Regions from separate parts of the Mus musculus genome. Here region 1 is linked to region 2. The links are chromatin contacts, called in public HiChIP or PLAC-seq maps. All regions are on one chromosome and are shown on one strand. The core of a region is the stretch at or near the end of the contact, and the rest is flanking DNA. Distances in the headings are between cores, read along the strand shown. Region 1 has its middle 31 kb from the start of Platr6. Region 2 overlaps Gm33945 (a long non-coding RNA gene).

The links. HiChIP or PLAC-seq counts read pairs in DNA pulled down with a chosen protein or histone mark.
Region 1: an H3K4me3 HiChIP or PLAC-seq map of bone marrow-derived macrophages shows a contact between it and region 2, with 7 times the contacts expected there. The contact joins two enhancer-like sites. A contact is called at or near these places in 4 of 115 datasets of contacts at active chromatin or transcription factors (bone marrow-derived macrophages, embryonic stem cells and large pre-B cells).

Annotation. Positions count from the first base shown.
Region 1 is chr10:21,825,990-21,828,979 of GRCm38.p6, forward strand. No RefSeq gene overlaps it. Among named protein-coding and RNA genes, the nearest start is that of Platr6, 31 kb to the right of the region's middle. Within about 2 kb of position 1,347, at least 88 of the 459 cell types and tissues checked have an H3K27ac peak or open chromatin away from gene starts, as enhancers often do. A contact at or near this core is called in bone marrow-derived macrophages, where this site is marked.
Region 2 is chr10:21,564,498-21,567,473 of GRCm38.p6, forward strand. It overlaps Gm33945 (a long non-coding RNA gene), which reads right to left. Exons shown (of 5, transcript XR_871483.2): 3 at 55-165. Among named protein-coding and RNA genes, the nearest start is that of Gm33892, 5.6 kb to the right of the region's middle. Within about 2 kb of position 1,489, at least 27 of the 459 cell types and tissues checked have an H3K27ac peak or open chromatin away from gene starts, as enhancers often do. A contact at or near this core is called in bone marrow-derived macrophages, where this site is marked.

The DNA.
Region 1 (2,990 bases), core at 97-2,596, 260 kb after region 2:
AGTGGAGAGCTGGGCAATAATACTGGAGACCGGGTCCTATAAATTTCTCCCTTTTGTTAATTTCTTCATTCCTAATGTTGTGTCAGAAAGAGGAATAGTTCCTAAAACACGTCAGAAGTTTCTCTTTCTCTTCTTTGCCCCTCGGTGTTTCTCTCTGTTCACCTCCCCACAGAGGCTTGCTTCCAAACCGTACTTTACAAACGGACGTTCAACCACCCCAAAAGCTATTGTGTTGTTGAGAATAATTGCGCTGCACAGAATTAAATTATTTCACTATTGTAACAGGGGCTTAAAAGCTGGGATCGAATACCTCAAAGAGCCACCTAAAACTATTAGAGATTACATCATTCATCAAACTCTATTACCTACAATGCTGAGCAACAAAAATGAAGCCTTCCAGGTGTCATTTTTATAAAATAAAATTGAATTTATTTCCATTTTCTTGGTGAAATGGAAATTAGTTGTACAAATCAAAACAAGAGATGGTAATTTTGTCCTTAATTTTAAAAAAATACAAAATTAATCTAAAATTTTAGATAAAATTCTGTGTAGATGGTGTGGAGAAAATAAAGTGTGAAAACTATGAGAGATAAGTGAAAAGAAGTTACTAAATTTGGGACATGTATATATAAAATACATAAAATATGGTATTTATTAGTACTGCTGTTGCAATTCGCCCCTGCTCCTCTTCTTCCTCCTCCTCTTTCTCCTTGTTTCTTCCTCTCCCTCTTTCTTCTCCTCCTCCATGACCTCCTCCTCCTCCGCTTCCCCTCCCCTTCTCCTGCTCCTCCTCCTCCCCCTCCTCCTCCTCCTCCTCCTCCTCCTTCCTTTTTGAGACAGGGTCTTCCTGTGTAGGGCTGGTGGCAGAGCATGGAACTTGCTACCCTGGAACTCACAGAACCCACCTGCCTCTGCTTCCCAAGAACTGGGGTTTAAAAGGTTACATACACCACCACATCTGCAGCTCCAGGAAGACGTTGGAACTTTGTACCCTGAAGCTGGACTCAGCAGGTGCTGGCCTCCCCGGGTCTATTGTTTCTCCTGGAGAATAAGAGGTTGTAACAGATCAGCACTTGCAAGACAAAACAGGAACCTTGCAAGTTAAGGGTTCTGTTTGCGTCTAAGACAGTTAAGACTAAGTTTCTGTTTGCCCTGTGTTAAGTCCTTGCAAGTTAAAGTTTCTATTTGTAGTTGAAAGCAGTTCCTGTTTGTTGTATTAAATCCTAGTTAAAGTTCTTTTTTTTTTTTTTTTTTCCTTTTTTGTCCAGGATTAAGTCCTTGCAAGGTAAGGTTTCTATTTGTAATTAAGAATTAGTTCCTGTTTCTTAGAGCTGATGTAAACTGCTTGCAGCTGATATGATCCTTCCCCAGTCCTTCGCTTTTAGTGTGTCTTTCTAACAGTGTATAAGACCCACTCTCTTGCTCCTGGGAACACTTTATGTCCCTTGTTGGAGGGGCTTCGAGAGACCAGGAGGTGCTGCTCCCTCAAATTCCAACCCAGGGTAAGTCAGCTGGCTGGCCACTCCTAGGTGCACCCCAAACTAGAGCTTGATTAACTGGGCAGTTGTGGATCTGGCTTTGTCTCCTTGAGATTCTCAGGCTTAACATGTGGAGTTCCCCAGCCGTCTTCCCCTCTAACTTTCCCAACTTCTCCAGGAAACCCCTTGAGGCCGAACCCAACCCATGCTCTGAGGCAGAACAAGTTCCTTAAGTGACTCAGCTACTTGCAAATGGTGGCAAGAGGCAGGATGTCGGCATCCCTCTGGACTCTGTTTTTTTTTTTTTTTAAAGAGAAAAACTTCATTACATTTTAATCAAATAGGGATATTAATAAATGTTCATTAGGTGGGGTTGTTAGGGAAAATGTTCCATTTTAACCACCACTGGGGAGCACTCCTTTGCTCCCCAGTCACAAATGGTGGAATTTAGATCCTTTGCAACTCCTTAATATTTTGATTTTTATGATAATATGGCAACTTAAAAAGGTTTAAATTTAAATAACTATAAGTTTTTCAAAATTACTCCAAAAATTAAAGTGTGCTGTTCCAAAAAAAAAAAAAAGTCCTGAACTCAAGGTACAATTCCTAATCCCATCCATAATGCTATGTGTATGATAAATCATTAATAAATTCAATACAATAAAAGTAACATAGTGCCTGATATTTGGGAGACATGAGAGATTTTAAAAACATAGTTTGTGGTTGAATAAATAATACATAAGATGGAAAATTAAGCAAATCGAAGTAGCTCTCTCATATTCTTATTGCCTTTGCTTCTTTTCTAAAGGAGGTTTGTTAATGAACAGAAAGTAGCATAGCTAAGGAAAAAATAATAACTAAACAAGTGCATAATCTTCAGAGGGTAAGAATATGCATCACACACTATAAAAAGCTGGTAAGATACAATGAGGTATTTCAGTACATAAGGCAAATAGGCCTAATCTATATTTTTTCTAACCTAATTATAAAAACTAAGTGGGATCCAGGCCGGTGGCTCACACCTAGAATCCTATAATACACCTATAATGAGGGAGGCAGGAAAGGAGGGTCAGAAGCTCAGGGCAGCCTATGCTACATGGCAATTTGGAGGCCATCCTGGGCTGCGGAGAGCACATCTTTGAAAATATGTTCCCTTACAAGTAGGCTACAATACATAGGGATTCTCCAACAAACATTTATTGATCACACATGCAGAGCTAAGTGCAAAACCAGGGACTGGCGATCAATACGGCAGGCATGCTTCAGCCTGAGGAAGCTTTGTTCAGATAATGTTGTACAAAAGCCGATTATGAAAGAGAGAAGATTCCGCCTAGGGTAGAAAGTAAGGCCGTGCTTCAAGGAGGGCTGGGGGCAGAGCTGCTCTGTGTTGGACAAGAATGGGGAGCTCAGGGCCCTGTCCGCCCCTGTTCCTTCTGTCCTATGGGACTCTATTCAGCAAGTTCAAAAGCAGCGACTTTGTAAGCTTGACTGCATCACCTAGTGTCTGCTGGA
Region 2 (2,976 bases), core at 239-2,738:
TCCGATATTGCGCATAAAATAAAAATAAGTAAATCTTAAGGGAGGAAAACCTACCTAGACAAATGAAGGAAAGTCTCGGGAAATACTCCATTCGAAGTTTCTACATCAGGGAAGCTGCCATCTTACACTGGAACGAAGCACTCCCCAGGGCTTGCCGAGTGTGTGCTTTTTAGTGGGAAGGAAGAACCAAGAATGTTATAGGAAAAGAACAATTCAGGTTTCTTTTTTCAGTGATCATAGGCAGTGATAAGAAACTACTAAAAGCCCTCCAAGACAGAGGGGCTGGAAGCAACTGCTAGGCTAGACAGGAACACACCTGTATAGAAGTCGGGTCAGTGTCCTTGGTCTTGGCTCAAACACAATTTTCATCGTGGGCTTAAATAAGCTCTCAGGCTGGAGAAATGGCTTGGCAGATGAGAGCTTGCTACACAAGCATGAGGACTGGAGGTGCGATCCCCAGAACCTAGCTGATGCTTAGTGGGTGTGCTGGCCCACCTGTAGGTCCAGCCTTGGGAAGCAGAGGATGGAGATGCCCAGAGCAGGGCAGTCCTCTAGTAAGGCCAGTATGTTTCTGAGTTCTGGCTTTGGCTCATCGAATGCAGTGTGGAGTGATAAAGGCTAGTTCCTGACATTAGTGCTCTGTGTACATATGCAAGCTCACATGCACATACATGAAAAGGGGTTCTTGAGAGTAGCTGTAAAGTATAATACATGTATTTTATGAAATCCATAGACATCAACTGAGCTGGTATATTTGTTTTATTAAACTGAATGTGTATGTATGTTTGTGTGTGTTCACGCATGTCTTTGTGTATGTATGTAGAGACCAAAGGACAACCTCTGGTGTCATTCTGAGGAAACCATCTACGTCCTTTGAGACAAGGTCTTTCAGAGTCTACACTGGCTGGTCCGTGACCCCCGAGGATCCTCCTGAGAGGATTCTGCCTCCCCGGCACTGGGATGACAAATTTTAATTAGTTATTTTTACATAGTTTCAGCGCTAAACATTTGTCCTGTGAGGTAAGCATTGCACTGGCTGACCTATATCTCCAGCCTGCTGTATTTGGATTTTATCACTGAGTGTTAATCATACGGTGTGGTGGTACACACCCACAATCCCAGCACTGAGTAGGTGGAGATAAGAGAATCAGGAGTTCAAGGCCAGCCTGAATTACATAAATGAGTAAGAAGTTAGCCTGGCTCATCTTCCAAACAAACAAATATCAATGCACTAAAATGTTGGGTGGTTTTTGCTTTACATACTGCAGATAGCCTGATGACACAGACTTCATTTCCTTCCGTGGATATATTTAGAAAGCCAGTCTGAAGAGCACTTGCACTCAGCAGGGAGCCCATCAAATCCCATCCTGCCAGTCAGGCGGATGAATGCAGGGTCTCCCGTTAGCCCCAGAGGTTCTAGAGCTACATGTTCTGTTAAAGCCCTCCCAATTGTTTTTCACATGGAGTTAGCATGAAGATAGAACTGAAAGAGAAACCAAAGCTTAGAATTAACAGAAACCATCCACTAACTGCACAAGACCCTTGGGAAATCACAACAGCTGCAGAGGTACAAAATTTAACCAAAACAAATTTATCTAATATAAAATATTTTTTCCTTTCTGCTTTTTGGGGTTACTAGTTTAGGATTTTTATTTTATGTAATTTATGAGAATAAGATAAAAACAGTGTTGTGACTAAAGTTCTCTCCAGTTCTCTCCCTCCCTGTCTCCTCTCCCTTCTCCATTTCCTTTCCCTCCCTGTGCCCTCTCCTACCCCTTTCTCTTCCTCTTTTCTTCTTTGGATTGCAAGTCATTTCATCTCAGCTTCCCTAAATGGATATTTTCATCTCAGCTTTATATACACTGACTTCAAATTATTGGCTGAAAAAAGTAGAGATATGGCAAGCTACAGATGCCTTCCTGAGTTGCCCTTTCCCTGCAATGTGGTTCTCCTTCATCCATTACACTACGTTATGTTATATACTACATATAGTTATACTATACAGTACAAGACAAATTCACCCACACTAATATTTCTCATTTGCTGAATTCCCTTTGAAAGTCATGGATGGTACACCTTGTGGCTTTAATGACTAGGCTTGGAACCTCAAACTCCTTACAGTTGTTTAATAAAATGTAATAGTCTAACGCATTTTAATGTAGGAAGTATGCAGATTGAGGAAAGAATCCTTAATTCTGATTTAGAATGTTCTTGCTCTTTTCCGCATTATCTTATTGTTGATGAAGACTTGGCAAGATGCTGAAGGGACAGACGGGTGATGTACAGAGCACACAGCAAAGTGTGCAGAGTGAGGCTTAAACATATTGAGAAGATGGGGATGGTTTCAAGGTCTGACTCTCAGTCCTGCGGGCGAGGACTCATTTCCACCACTATGCTTGGTTTACAAAGCTAGAAGAAGAGTCACCAAGCTTCCATCTTGTGGAGTTAGTTAGAAGGAACCCATTTCTGTGGAAAGAGAGCAGTGGTACCTTGTTTGGTTGGAGTGCTATCTCGCTGAGCTTGAGCACCTAAGAAGCCTGCAGCAGAAATTGAGTTATCTTGGATTCCGATGTACATGGACTGACTCACAGGGGAGACCCATACATTCTGTTTCTATATAGATGTCTGAGGATTACAAGTTTTGTTCTTTTTGCCAATTTCTGTAACTGTATCCACAAATACTGTAATTAACTATTTAATGTGTTCAGATAAAAGTACCTGGATAGGTACCAAGACTTAAAAACTATACTCAGTTAACAGTTTTCCAGGAAATAACTGGGACTCTTTGTTTTCTTGATACACCTCAACCACAGGATTAAATAATGTTTCAAAGTGATTCATAGATTTATTGTAATTTTCATGGCTACTAAGCAGTGTGGAAAGGTGACTTTTCTGCGGCTGTGTGTTCATAGTTATCACAGTGAGTACAGGTCTTGACAAACATAACCTATCTGTGGGGTCTCATTTACTTAAGGT